Regions from separate parts of the Sus scrofa genome. Here region 2 is linked to region 1. A link is a contact called in public HiChIP or PLAC-seq data. All regions are on one chromosome and are shown on one strand. Each heading gives the region's core, a stretch centred on a gene start, on an enhancer-like site or on the middle of the called end of the contact. The rest is flanking DNA. Distances are from core to core; before and after follow the strand shown. Region 1 overlaps SIPA1L1 (signal-induced proliferation-associated 1-like protein 1). Region 2 overlaps SIPA1L1 (signal-induced proliferation-associated 1-like protein 1).

What was found. HiChIP or PLAC-seq counts read pairs in DNA pulled down with a chosen protein or histone mark.
Region 2: an H3K27ac HiChIP or PLAC-seq map of alveolar macrophages shows a contact between it and region 1. The contact joins two enhancer-like sites. A contact is called at or near these places in 1 of 47 Hi-C or Micro-C datasets (embryonic fibroblasts) and 1 of 2 datasets of contacts at active chromatin or transcription factors (alveolar macrophages).

The regions. Positions count from the first base shown.
Region 1 is chr7:94,933,706-94,939,912 of Sscrofa11.1, reverse strand. All of the region lies in intron 4 of SIPA1L1 (signal-induced proliferation-associated 1-like protein 1), which reads right to left. Among named protein-coding and RNA genes, the nearest start is that of SIPA1L1, 150 kb to the right of the region's middle. Within about 2 kb of position 3,137, at least 2 of the 83 cell types and tissues checked have an H3K27ac peak or open chromatin away from gene starts, as enhancers often do. A contact at or near this core is called in alveolar macrophages, where this site is marked.
Region 2 is chr7:95,161,115-95,167,321 of Sscrofa11.1, reverse strand. It overlaps SIPA1L1 (signal-induced proliferation-associated 1-like protein 1), which reads right to left. Exons shown (of 27, transcript XM_021099427.1): 24 at 5,210-5,356; 25 at 3,725-3,839; 26 at 1,203-1,284; 27 at 1-544. The coding sequence ends at 401. It overlaps LOC110261627 (a long non-coding RNA gene), which reads left to right. Exons shown (of 5, transcript XR_002346001.1): 5 at 4,723-5,203. Among named protein-coding and RNA genes, the nearest start is that of RGS6, 200 kb to the left of the region's middle. Within about 2 kb of position 2,426, at least 14 of the 83 cell types and tissues checked have an H3K27ac peak or open chromatin away from gene starts, as enhancers often do. A contact at or near this core is called in alveolar macrophages, where this site is marked.

The DNA.
Region 1 (6,207 bases), core at 1,888-4,387:
CTCTTTAAATTATAAAGAAAAAAACTGCCCTTAACAATTTTTTTTTATTTAACTCTAAATAATGCAAGACTTAAAACTTTAAACTTACTATTTTGTTTCAGTTTTGGACAAGATTTAGGGAGTAACTCAATATCCATGCAAGCTTAATATGTTTGCTTCTCCGATAATTAAAAAAAGCTAGTAATAAACTCCTCCCAATCTCAACTTTACCCTATTAACTTTTCTTTTCTATGGCCACACCCGTGACATATGGAAGTTCCTGGGCCAGGGACTGAATCCCATCTGCAGCTCCAACAATTCTGGATCCTTTAACTCACTGCACCAGGCCAGGGATCGAACCCACACCTCCACAGCAACCTGAGCTGCTGCAGTCGGAGTCTTAACCCACTGTGCCACAGTGGAACACCCCCATTAACTTTTTTGCTGAACACATTATGTAAACCTTAGATTTGGGGTAATAAATGAGACATGATAAAATGACTGTGTATTTTGATAACCAGTAACTCACTTGCATATTATAAACATTATGCTACATCATTTGATAAACTGACTTCCAGCCCCAGGTGAAAGCTGCCAGGGATCTTAGCTTTCTCATCTTTAAGGTGATCAATGCTTACCCTGTCCCCTGAGGGAAATCTCTGACTCATCTAAATAAAACCCAAGAATACATCATGTAATAAAGTCTTATTACCTTGAAATTAACCTGTTAGATTTTTTTTTCTGTGTTCTTGAGCCCTTTTTAGTCAAACTGGAAAGCCTCCAATAAAATTAATATACAGAAATCAGACTCTAGTCTGTGATATACTTGCCATGAATTTACTGGGAGTAATGCATGGAGACGGAAGAAACTGGGGTAGCAGGAAGACTGGGAAGTCACAAGGACACTGGCTCCATCTCGCCTACATGTGCACTGCCCTTCAGTCTAAAACAGCTGTGTGAATCACAAGAAATGGCCTAGCTGATCCCCAAGCCCCAAAAGTACCAGAGGTCAGCTTTCTAAAGCAGTGTCTATTTTTAAACTAATATAAGTTGGGTTCTAAATTTGACCTGCATTTAAATTATCATCTGGTGAGGAATGTCCAGCTGGACACTTATGCACTTGAAGCTGCTTGAGGGAGGGCCAAACAAAGTTCATTTTACATGCAACAGACAAAGCCTTGTCTCAGCAACCCGCATCCTCCACAGAGGAAGGGCAGCAGCTGGGAAGAAAGAGCCATCCTGCAGCTGAGGGTCCCTGGAATTTACTTTTTCACATAAGTAATAAAAGCAGCCCATTCTTCACATGGAAATGGTTTGGGAAAGCCCGTTTCCGATTGCTTGGCACAAAAGAATGAAGGAAGAGAGCATATTTTCAATGGAGTGCAGAGTACATGAGTATTGCCCCAGAGAAGAAGCCAACAAAAACCTATTTTTAAGGTTCCTCACAGGACCCTTCTCTTCAGAAAGTTCGCAGGGCAATCCTGATCAAAGCAGTCTCAATGACCAGGAAGAAAGAGTTTTCTTTTAAATTCTGGGGTCAGAATCTAGAAGATAAAAGAAAACCATTCCTACTGCACAGCACCAGGGACTGTGTCCAATCTCTTGGGATAGAACATGATAAGGGCTGATATGAGTAAAAGAATGTGTATACCCACATATGTATCACTGGGTAACCATGCTGTACAGCAGAAACTGGCACAACACTGTAAATCAACTATACCGCAAGTTTAAAAAATACAAAAAAAAAAACAAAAAAGGGAAATTCCCATTGTGGCTCAGTGGTAATGAACCCGACTGGTATCCATGAGGATACGGGTTCAATCCCTGGCCTCGTTTGGTGGGTCAGGGATCCAGCGTTGCCCTGAGCTGTGGTATAGGTCGCAGACATGGCTCGGATCCAGTATTGCTGTGGCTGTGGTGTAGGCCAACCGCTGTCACTCCAATTTGACCTCCAGCCTGGGAACTTCCATATGCCACAGGTACGGCCCTAAAAAGGCAAAAAAAAAAAAGAAGAAGAAGAAGAAGAAGAAGAAAAGAAAACCATGAATAAATATCCTACCAAAATACCAGTTAAATAAATATGGCACCAATTGATGATAATTTTGAAAACTGATATCATTCTCAATTTCAAGAAAACTTCAAAACACTTAGAACTTTTCCAATTTTTAAGAAATTGTATTTCAAGAGTATTACAGTGGTAAAGGTTGGCACTACTATGTGTATATATATCACTTAAGAAATCATGCGTTAGTGATTAAAACATTTAGTTTTAGTGTCCGCATTAGGAAAATCACCAGGGCAGAAGTGAAAAGATAAACTTCTGAAAAAATAGCTCTAAAACTACATAAGTTACATAGCTATTTCTATAAACCAAAAAACCACAGTAATTCAGTAAAATAAACTATTGCTAATCAAGAATGAAAGTGTGTCCACATAGGTATGTCAGACCCCAAACCTCTCTCCTCTCATTAGCCTACAATTCTGGCCCAAGCCACATATGCCTAAAGATAAACTAACACTGTGATTTAGAGGGCAAAGCAACCCAAGTATTTCATGTTTTAGATATGTGGTTGATCAATCTGATTTTATGGTTGAAAAAATATAGTCCATGAAAAGTAACTGTATAGGAGTTCCCATCATGTAGCAGTGGAAACAAATCCAACGAGGAATCATGAGGTTGCAGGTTTGATCCCTGGCCTCACTCAGTGGGTTAAGGATCCGGCCTTGCCGCAAGCTATGGTGTAGGTCACAGACGTGGCTCGGATCTGGCGTTGCTGTGGCTCTGACATAGGCCAGCAGCTTACAGCTCTGATTAGACCTCTGGCCTGGGACCCTCCATATGCTGCGGGTGCTGCCCTTAAAAAGACCAAAAAAAAAAAAAAAAAAAAGGTAATTGTACAGTATTTGCACCAAAAGCCTTGATTCTATAACATCTCCTTCATTTTCACTTGTTCATTCAAAGAACATTTACTTAGCAATGTAGCTGAGTCTGCTTGTTGCTACCCAGTGTCTACTCTCTCTATGTCCCTAACAGAACCCGATTTATCTGGGGGAAGCAAGGCAACTAACTAAAAGACTACCTTTCCTTGCCTCTCTTACAGCAAGTCCGTTCTCATGACTAAGCTCAGGCCAATGAGACATAAACACATGGGTCTGGTTTGGTTTTGTTCTGCTTTTGCTTTTTTAGGGCCAAACCTGCAGCATATGGGAAGTTCCCAGGCTAGGGAATTGGAGCTGCAGCTGCCAGCTTAAGCCACAGCCACAGCAACTCAGGACCTGAGCTCCATCTGCAACCCACACCATAGCTCACAGCAATGCCGGATCCCTAACCCATTGAGCAAGGCCAGGGACTGAACCCATGTTCTCATGGGTACTAGTCGGGTTCACTATCGCTGAGTCACAACAGGAACTCCAGCACATGTATTTTGAGAAAATTAAGCCAAGAAAAGTTACTTCAAGGGAATTGATTCTGTTTAGAATTTCACCCTTTTTTTTTCTTCCCTCCTTCCAGTAGCCATCCTAGGCCTTAAGGATGCATGCCAAGAATTTAAAGAGAGAGTCTAAATAGGATTTCTCTAGTATTGTCTGTCCAGGGAAGTTATGGTCCAAAATACTGACACTGCAGAGACCAATAATCATCTCTGATCCTGTTTTTGTCCCATTACTGCTACCATCTGCCTCGTGTCTCATACACATAAATATAAATCAGCTCGTAAAGTCTCTGAAAGAACAGGGCTTAAGGAACAGCACTTGCCGTGGTAACAAGAACTTAATTTTCTTAAAGAAGAAATAAAGAAGCACAAGTCCCTTCTTTGTTCATGCCTTTAATCTTTCACTTAAGCACCTGTATACCGAGGATGGGGTGAGTGTTGTGTTTCTCTGTCTCCCCTACTATCCTGGAAGAACTTAAAGGCAAGAATTACTCTTGTTCACTTATGCAGCTCTAGAACCCAATACAGAGGGGACACTCAATAAACATTAAAGGAACAACTTGAAGGGAATGAATCCAGAGCTCCTAAATTAAGAGTCTTCCATGGACCGATAATTCTGTAACTCTGAATTACGCCATGGTATCTGCCAGAGGGCCGGCTTATTCAGCACGACGAAGTGCCGTGGAAAAACTGCTCCCAGGCCAGCTCAGGAGCCCTGCTCTTTACCTCCGGGATGTGCACCTCATGTCTCGGGGGGGCTGAGCAGGGGAAAGTGGGCACCCAGGGAGCTCCAGTCTTCCTGTCTCCTCGTCCCACTCACCTATGCGCCCTTCCCCAGTCATCACACATCTACGGAGCACTGACTGTGCACCACACACCATTCAGGATGCCAGGAATAGCTTTTAATGACTGAAACACAGGGACCGTGCTCTAGGAATCTATCATCCAGAAAAGCGAAAGAAAAGCACAGGTGCAATTATAATGCAACGTGAAAAAAAACGATGAACATACACATAAGGCGAGCATCCACTGGGTAGGCCAGGCACAGTGTCGTCCACACCTTCCCTGCTGGACGTTCTCTCTGTAACTGGGCAGCAGAGCCCAAGCCACTGCATCAGTCAGGAGGTGACGGAGCAGAGGGATGACCGCTTGGAGGGCTGGAAAGGCTGAGCACTTAAGTGAAAGTAAAACGATCAACAGAATTTTCCCAGGGTGAAAGGTGTAGGCAGAACTTTTCACGCAGAAAATGAACCAGGCAGACACATCCAGAGGCAAGGAAGACCACAGTTCATCAGAAAAGCATTTTAGAATGTGCCACGACATCAGTGAACACGGCTGCCCAAAGCAGTTTTGAACACCTAAGGGATTAAATTTTCACAACTTCTATCTAAAGGAGGGGTCTGGGAGAAAGGCCTGATGATTTTTCATAAATATTTCTACATCATGTGCCTTTTGGAAAGGCATGAAAGAATCTCTTAATCTGAAGCACATAATCTCAATCTTGCTCTATTTTTAAGCCTGGATTAATATTTATAATTTTAAAAGATTATTCATTAGAGAGTAATAAAAGGACATTAAGAATTTTACAAAAGCATAGCTGTGGACTAGAAAAAAAATTTTTTTCTCCAAACTGAAATATTTCTTTAAAATATCCTTGCATAATACATTTCTCTCTCAACTTTGAAAAGATGGTTAGGCAGATTCATGGCTTAAAAGTGGCAGAGACTCAATTCATTCAAACCTAATGTCCACTCCCCTCCCCTTCTGCTTTAGTCACAGAAATCTGGCTCTATTTGGGCTGGCACTGTGCCCACTAAAACACCACACTTGAGCCTCCTTGAAGACAGCGGTGGCCAAGGAGTTTCAAGTCCAAGTCAGTGGGTGGAGATTCCAGAAAGCCCCTCTGCCATTGTCTTTCCTCTCCTCTTGCAGACATCTTGGCTGGAGCTCCAACAGTGTCCTGAGGTTTTGTGGACAGAAGCCTTATGCTTAGGATGCTGAAGGCCGGAAGGCGCCCAAAACCCTCCCAAGGTGGTAGAACCACACCCCTAAGCAGTTTCCCTACAGACATTTTATGGGAGAGAATCAAACCCTGTGTAATTAGATTCCTGCTCCTACCGAACGCAAATTTCCTTGCAGATGCTAGAGGATATTTAAAGTATGCACAGTAAGATTTGGCAAAAAGCAGTTTCCACTAGATTTACAGTATTAATGATTCACTGACAGTATCATGATTCACTGTCTTTTTTCATCTAAATCACATATTCTACATCCTTATTAAGCAACCTTTTAAATCAAAGTAAGCCTTTTCCAATATTTTCCTTTGGACCCAAGACATCTGGATCTTGAAAGAGCTGATCTATGCTGGGAGCTGGGGGGGTGGGGGGTGGGGTGGCAGAACAATCCCCCGAGAGCAGGCGTGAGAGGCAGTGTGCAGGGGGTCTGGAAAGGTAAACAGCCCTAACAGCACAACCAAGCTGTTTACAGAAAGCTTCTTTGTGTTTTATAAGCCAGGTGAATTGTTAGGTAAAGTCAACTTAGGGGTCTTTGATCTAAACTAACCTCTGGCAGTCACTGCCTACTATCACAGAATCCATCAAGATTTACATATAGGAGTTCCCGTCATGGCTCAGTGGTTAACCAATCTGACTAGCATCCATAAGGATGCAGATTCGATCCCTGGTCTTGCTCAGTGGGTTAAGGATCCAGCGTTGTCGTGAGCTGTGGTGTAGGTCACAGACGCAGCTTGGATCCAGTGTTGCTGTGGCTCTGGCATAAGCCAAGCAGCTGTAGCTCC
Region 2 (6,207 bases), core at 1,177-3,676, 230 kb before region 1:
TCCCCCTCCCCAAATAAACAGTTGAAAACTTTATTTTCCTAGGAACAATGACATTTGTCAGAATAACAAGGGAAAGCTCGGGGTACCTGAAATAAGAAAGAGCTGATGGAAAGAGGGAGATGGGCCAGGGGGAGGCCCTGGCCCTGGGCCCAGTTTCTTTTTAAATACATAACAGATAAAGATATTGTGCAAAAAAATAGACATTCACATTTTAGCAGTTAAACTTTTATTTTACTTTTTAAAATTTTTATTTACCATTTTCTTTCTCTTTTCTACAAAAGGCAGATAATGATTGTTGATCTGCAATTGTCGTGGTGTGCACTCCCCGAAAGGGGGCGAGTCGGGAGCTGGGGAGGGAGGGCTGAGGAGGCCTCCGCTGGCGGGTGGCCCCCCTCCTGGCCTAGCTCATGTCTATGGTGTTGAAGACCCACTCGGTGAACTTCTTGAGCTTGTCGGAGGCATTCTGGGACTCTTCCTGCAGCCTCAGGTTGTCCTCCCGCAGATGCTGAACTTCCGCCTGGAGGTGGGCTTTGTCTTCTTTTTCCTGGAAGAGTGGGCAGAGCGGAAAGGAACTTAAGAGAGTGGCCCAGCCCAGCCCAGCAGCTGGAGGGAGTGGCTGTGAATCCGTGTGCACCCCTCGCCCACTTCCCCTTCTTTCCACTAAACAGCCGCTGCTGTCTCCGTGGCTGGCACTGGGCGTTCAGATGCTCTCTCCCAGGGCACAAGACTGCTAGAGAGATCCACTAGAGGTTTATTTTGGACTGTAAATACAGGACTGTGTAGTTTAATGTCTTTGTTAAATTAGAAGGGGTAAGGGCTGTCTTACATGGAGATGACGGTCTGGTGGCTGCTGTCTTAACAGAAAAATTCTCTTGTGCAAAAGCCCAAATAACAGTAAGGACAGGTGGGGCTGGGTCATGGCCCAGGGATGAGGAGGCGGGGAGAGGCCTCCGAGTGGGCTGGCTGAGGTTTGAAGGTACTCAGAAAAGAGGGGAATGCTTTTTCTGTACACGGGACAATGAAGGCCTTCTTGCACTGTGTGGCAGTGGGAACCAAGTTCCAAGCGGCCCCCTAAACATGTGGGTACCAAGAAAAGAGGGAAAATGCCCACATCTTATTCCAGGAACACTACTGATAAAGGGCTCTCACAGTTCAAGGGCACTTGGCATGGACCGGACAGCCTGCTGTGAGAATGTGTTTACCTTCTTCAAATCTTCTCGAAGCATCTTCAGCATCCCTTCCAGCTGGTCCACTTTAGAAGCCAGAGTGGGAGAGGAATCTTTACTGCGGGGAACAAGAGACAAGAGACCACGTTGGCAGGAGCCTCCACGGCTGGGTTACCTGGGCCTTGTTTTTTTTTTTTTTTAAGGAAGTGGCTGTATTTATGTTTTTCAATGTCACAATTACTCAGTATGGTGCCACAACAGTGCATTTTCATTTTCAAAAAGAAAATGGTTATCTTAACAAAAGTGTGAACTGCAGCCCATCAATGGCTTCCTTTGTTAAAGAGGCTGCATCTTTGTGACAAAAGAATATGGGACAATAAGTAAAAGCGGTCTCTCTGGCAGCACAACAGGGACTTTGGGCAGACATGACTGTCAAAGAGCGAAATGTTTCCTGTCCCCTGAGTGGCCCCTGTGCGTGCAAGAGGGTTGGGGAGGGCGGGCACCGACTCTCGCTTGGGGCAGCTACGTTATCCTGCCCATGTCTTGTCTTAAGCTAGTTTAAGTATCTTTAACTATTCTGAAAATAAGACTCCATCTTTCAGAAGATTGTCAGTCTAGTCTTAATGCCGTAAAGCTCTTTCCTATCATGATCAGCAAACTCTAAAGGCCACAAATTTCTCATTTTCTCCCTTTCCTCTGAACTGCTAAAAATGCCATGCCAGTGGAGCGCCCAAAGGAGGGAGCGAGAGGATGAGAGGCCACACTGGACAGAATGCACAGCTGGGCAAGGGCTGGAGACCCTGTCACCTCTTCTCCCGCCCTCTCCTCTCCTTGAATTCAAGCCCTGAAATGTTTCCGGGAGAGTTCTCACCCAGAAACACCGCCTCCATCCCACAACCAAGAAGCTCAAGGCTTCCACTGAGACAACATAAGCAGCTGCTGCTTTCTAGATGTCAAAGGTGGTGCCTCTGAAATCTTGGAGTCACGAGATAAACTTTGAGTTAGAATTCCTGACCTAAAATAAGCGGTGCCAATGTCTTCTGCTGCTGTTGGATCTACAGCGAGCCCAGAGTGGTGCAGAGTGGCACAAGGGTGCCAATAAAATGGAATGACAATGACCTCCAAACGTCTAAGACAGGATGACTGATGAAAAGCTGACAGCGAATAGATTTTAAAAGGGAAGTGGTCAATCAAGTGCAAGCCACAGCCCCACAGGCAGGGCATGGCTGACCGGGTGAAGGCCAAAGACAAGACAGAAGAAGGGTGGAGCTGCCCGAAACGCTGAGGCTGAGAGATGGGGGCAGGGCTGTCCTTCTCAAGCCATCGAGTCCACCGTCTCTGCTCTTGGAAGGGCTGCCACAGCCACTGCAGACTGGTAGTGGCTCTCAGCAGCCTATCTTGACTTCCGCAGATTCTCACAGTGAGTGCGTGTCTGCGAGCGCACCGATCATCTTTAAAAACGTATTTAACCCCATTTGCATGTGCTCATCCACACTGAGCAAAGAACTCCTCCTCCTCCTCTTACTCGTCCACAGAGATTTAGGAACTGTTTCATAATCCCTTCTCGGGAGAACAGTCTTCATTCACTCACACTGCTCTGCATCCTACAGAAGGGCCATTTCGGGCTCTCCCCTGACGCCACAGTTTTTTAAAAAAAGTTCTCAGCAGCTCAACTAACCACCTGCCCCAGCTGTCCCAGTGACAGGATGCCTGCAGCGTCTGCGTGCTGCACACAGAACAAATGATGCGTCACTCCTACACTTTACCCACAAGGAGGGTTTCCTTGCAGACCGGCTCAGGAAGTCCGCAGAAGCACACGTCCCGGGGTGTGCATGTGTGCAAATCTGTACAACCTTCCTCTTCCTGTTGTTGGCTGTCCTGACCAAGCTTTATAGATACTTGCATTCTTAACCATTCTCAAGAGAGGTTTTAAAAGAAGAGCCGTCAAACTGGTGGAATTACTCTGCTTCAAGGAGTGGTTACTGTGTGTCCATGGGTGGCTGTGGGGATACTTTAAGGCACAGGAACATCACCCATTTATCCAATAACCTCGCTGAGGCAAAATGGAAAAGTCAGCCTCGACATAACCAACAGAATAGCCCATACTCTTAACTACTGCTTTTTTTGCTTATTTTGCATAAATCTTCACTATTCGGAGGTGACCCAGTTCTGATGGTAGGTCTGAAGTAGGACACTAGGAGTTGCTAAGATGCAGGCACATTTACAAGCATGACCAACTGTCAGCGGGGGAAGCGACTCAAAACCCAGACTCAAGGACTACACGCATAGGCATCTAAGGATATTTAGCACGAGTGACTTACCTTACCTAATAAACCCTAGAACGTAACTGTACTATGGCATTGAAGTCATAATTATGAATATACATCATTTAAGTCACCAAGAACTGTTCAATGGTGTTTAGAGTATTTCGTTATAAAGCATTCTAAGTAAAAGTGGCATCACGGATAAACTTCATTCAGCTCATCCAGGTGGCCTCCATCGCCTCTTCCCCCCACCTGCTATCACCAGAGTGGTACCCTCGCCACTGGGGGACCAACCTGCTGTAAGACTTCATCTGGGCCAGAGCCTGGTCCTCAAGCTGGTCACTGTTGGATGCGGCACTCAGAGGGCGATGGTTTTCATCGCTAGCAGCAAAGAACGAGGCTCTCTGGACTGGAAGGGAGAGAAGAAGCCATTCAGTAACCTTGGAACCACATCCTGGCGCCTCTCTACCAAGTCAAGAAATGTCCTACATGCACAGTCAAATCTATTCAAGGGGCAGGAATGCATCAGAAGCCTTATCGCCCAACTCGAGTAGGAGAAAATTTCTACTGTTTTCAATGCTGCTCTCCTCTTCCAGCTAAATTTATTTTAAATATAGTTGTTGTGAATCGGTGTCTCTTCCAGTTTTTTGCTTGCTCATCAAAGTAAATGGTTTATTAAATGGTTTCCCTCAAAATAGGCTTTGTGCCAAATTTCCAGACCAAGGCTCCCCACTCAGTGACAGGAAATGCATAAAAGGGTTCTTCGTATTAAGCTTCTTGAGGCTTCTGCAAGGACATTTTCCACAAGACTCCTGGCTACCTTGGTGGGCTTCAACCTAAGTCCACACACACTCTCTGTTTCCAAATACAATTTCAAGCTTGAGTCAAGTAGCAAAATCAAATCTCCTACTAAAAAGCCAAAACTTTGATTTTATATGCATGAGAGTGACCAACCCCTTGGTCACTCAATTTCCAATCAAGTTGGTCCTGGTGAATTTCCATCAGCTAAAGTGGGGATTCACTGCTGCATGGCCGCCTGACTTTTGAATTCAGGTCTAGTCAATTTCCCCCCAAAATTTGAGCTTGACAGAATAGCAACTTATCCAGTAAGGGCAATAAAATAAAACTCAAAAACCAGTCATCTGGCAGTATCATCATTTTACAAGGACCATCTTAGCATCAACAAGTGTGGAGGGACAACCTTGGGAATCGGGGGAGTCAGTCTATTGAAAAAAAGATGATTGACAACCTATGTCAACACAGAGCATTACTTTTAGTTTTTTCTATTTTAGCAGAGCAGGTCAGCAACAGTCTACAGGGCTGCATTTCAGGACCAGCAGCTTAACGCAAGCATAGGAAGAGTGCAGGCAGAGAACACACTACCACCCACAGGAGGGATGAATGAGAAGGGCAGACGGCGCACTTGGTCTGGGCCAAGCAGGACAAGCATCCTAACAGATCCAAGTGTGTGTTGAGCAATGATGTCTTTATGATGTGATGAAAGACTCTCTCTGGACACGTGTTCTTTTCAGCCAAGTGACAGCTGGGATTCCCCTGCACTCTGCCGTTCCCAGATACAGGGAGGCGAGGCACCCTTGTTATGAACTCCTCTGTAGAGGAGACACTGGGTTCCACTTGATTAAATCCGACAGTGTGGGCCCCCACTGGATGTTCGAGAACTGCTAGCTCAGTGGTTCCCGGCTGTGCTGGTGAAATGCATGTGCTCTCACTGCTCACACCCTCAGCGTGCCCAACCTGGATCACCCCCAGCGGACTCACCCTCATAGGCCTTGGCAGCATCCACCAGGTTGGACCAATCCAAATCCGCAGCAGTGTCAGGCAGGGGCATCAGGCCAGGGTCGGGCATGGGCGGCCTTCGGCTCTCCTGGACATCGGTGAGGGAGCTATCGGAAGCCGAGAACTCTCCTGGGGGAAGGGACAAAGGATAAGATGCTTCTCCTGCCCTCCGGAGTGCCATTCAAAATATAAACCATTTCCCGTTACCACAATACATTTGTAAGTCATCTGTTACCTGGAATCAGTCGCTATTCTAACAGGCCAGTAGCGGCCATTCTCAAGCTGAGTGCAACTGTGCACTGACTTCCTCCAATCTCAATTCATTTTTTTCATAGCATTCTGCTGTCCCATTTCTAGTGGCTTGAGTTTTGGAAAAGTTAGTTCTGCACCGAGGAAATGTGTCTGCTTTTGTGGAAACTGTCTGTCTACAGTGGTACCCAGGGCAGTGCAGCACCTCACCTTTCTTCCCAGAGTCAAGGGATTCAGGCTGGATGAAGAGGCTGACCTCAGCAGAGAGCTGGGTTTTGCAGCCAGACCAGGGAGGCTTGTGGATGCCTGCTTGAGGAGGATACTAAAGCTTTGTCTGCATTGGAACCTGGGACCTGACTGCCCTCCCTGTGGGTGCCCTGCATCCCTGGGGCTGCTGAGGGACAGACACATTCCTGGCCCAAGCCTTTCCTGTATCCCAGGGACAGCCCACTGGTTTTTGTGGTTGGATGGAGCCGGGGTGGCATGAGAACCGAATCAGGGTGCAGTCAAGAGTGAGTACTGGGTCCCCTGAGTTAACATGGGTTCACTGATATTGGCATCCTTCTCTTTCCCAAGTATATGCTAAGCAACTCTCGGCCTCAGTTTGGGATTACAGCAGTCCAACCTCCCAAGCCCCTTCTAAGGTGACAATTAAAAAAAATACAGATATTCAATCTCTGCTTGGCCTGGGGATAGGAGGGACGGGTGCAATGAGCCCCTCTGTGCAGTGG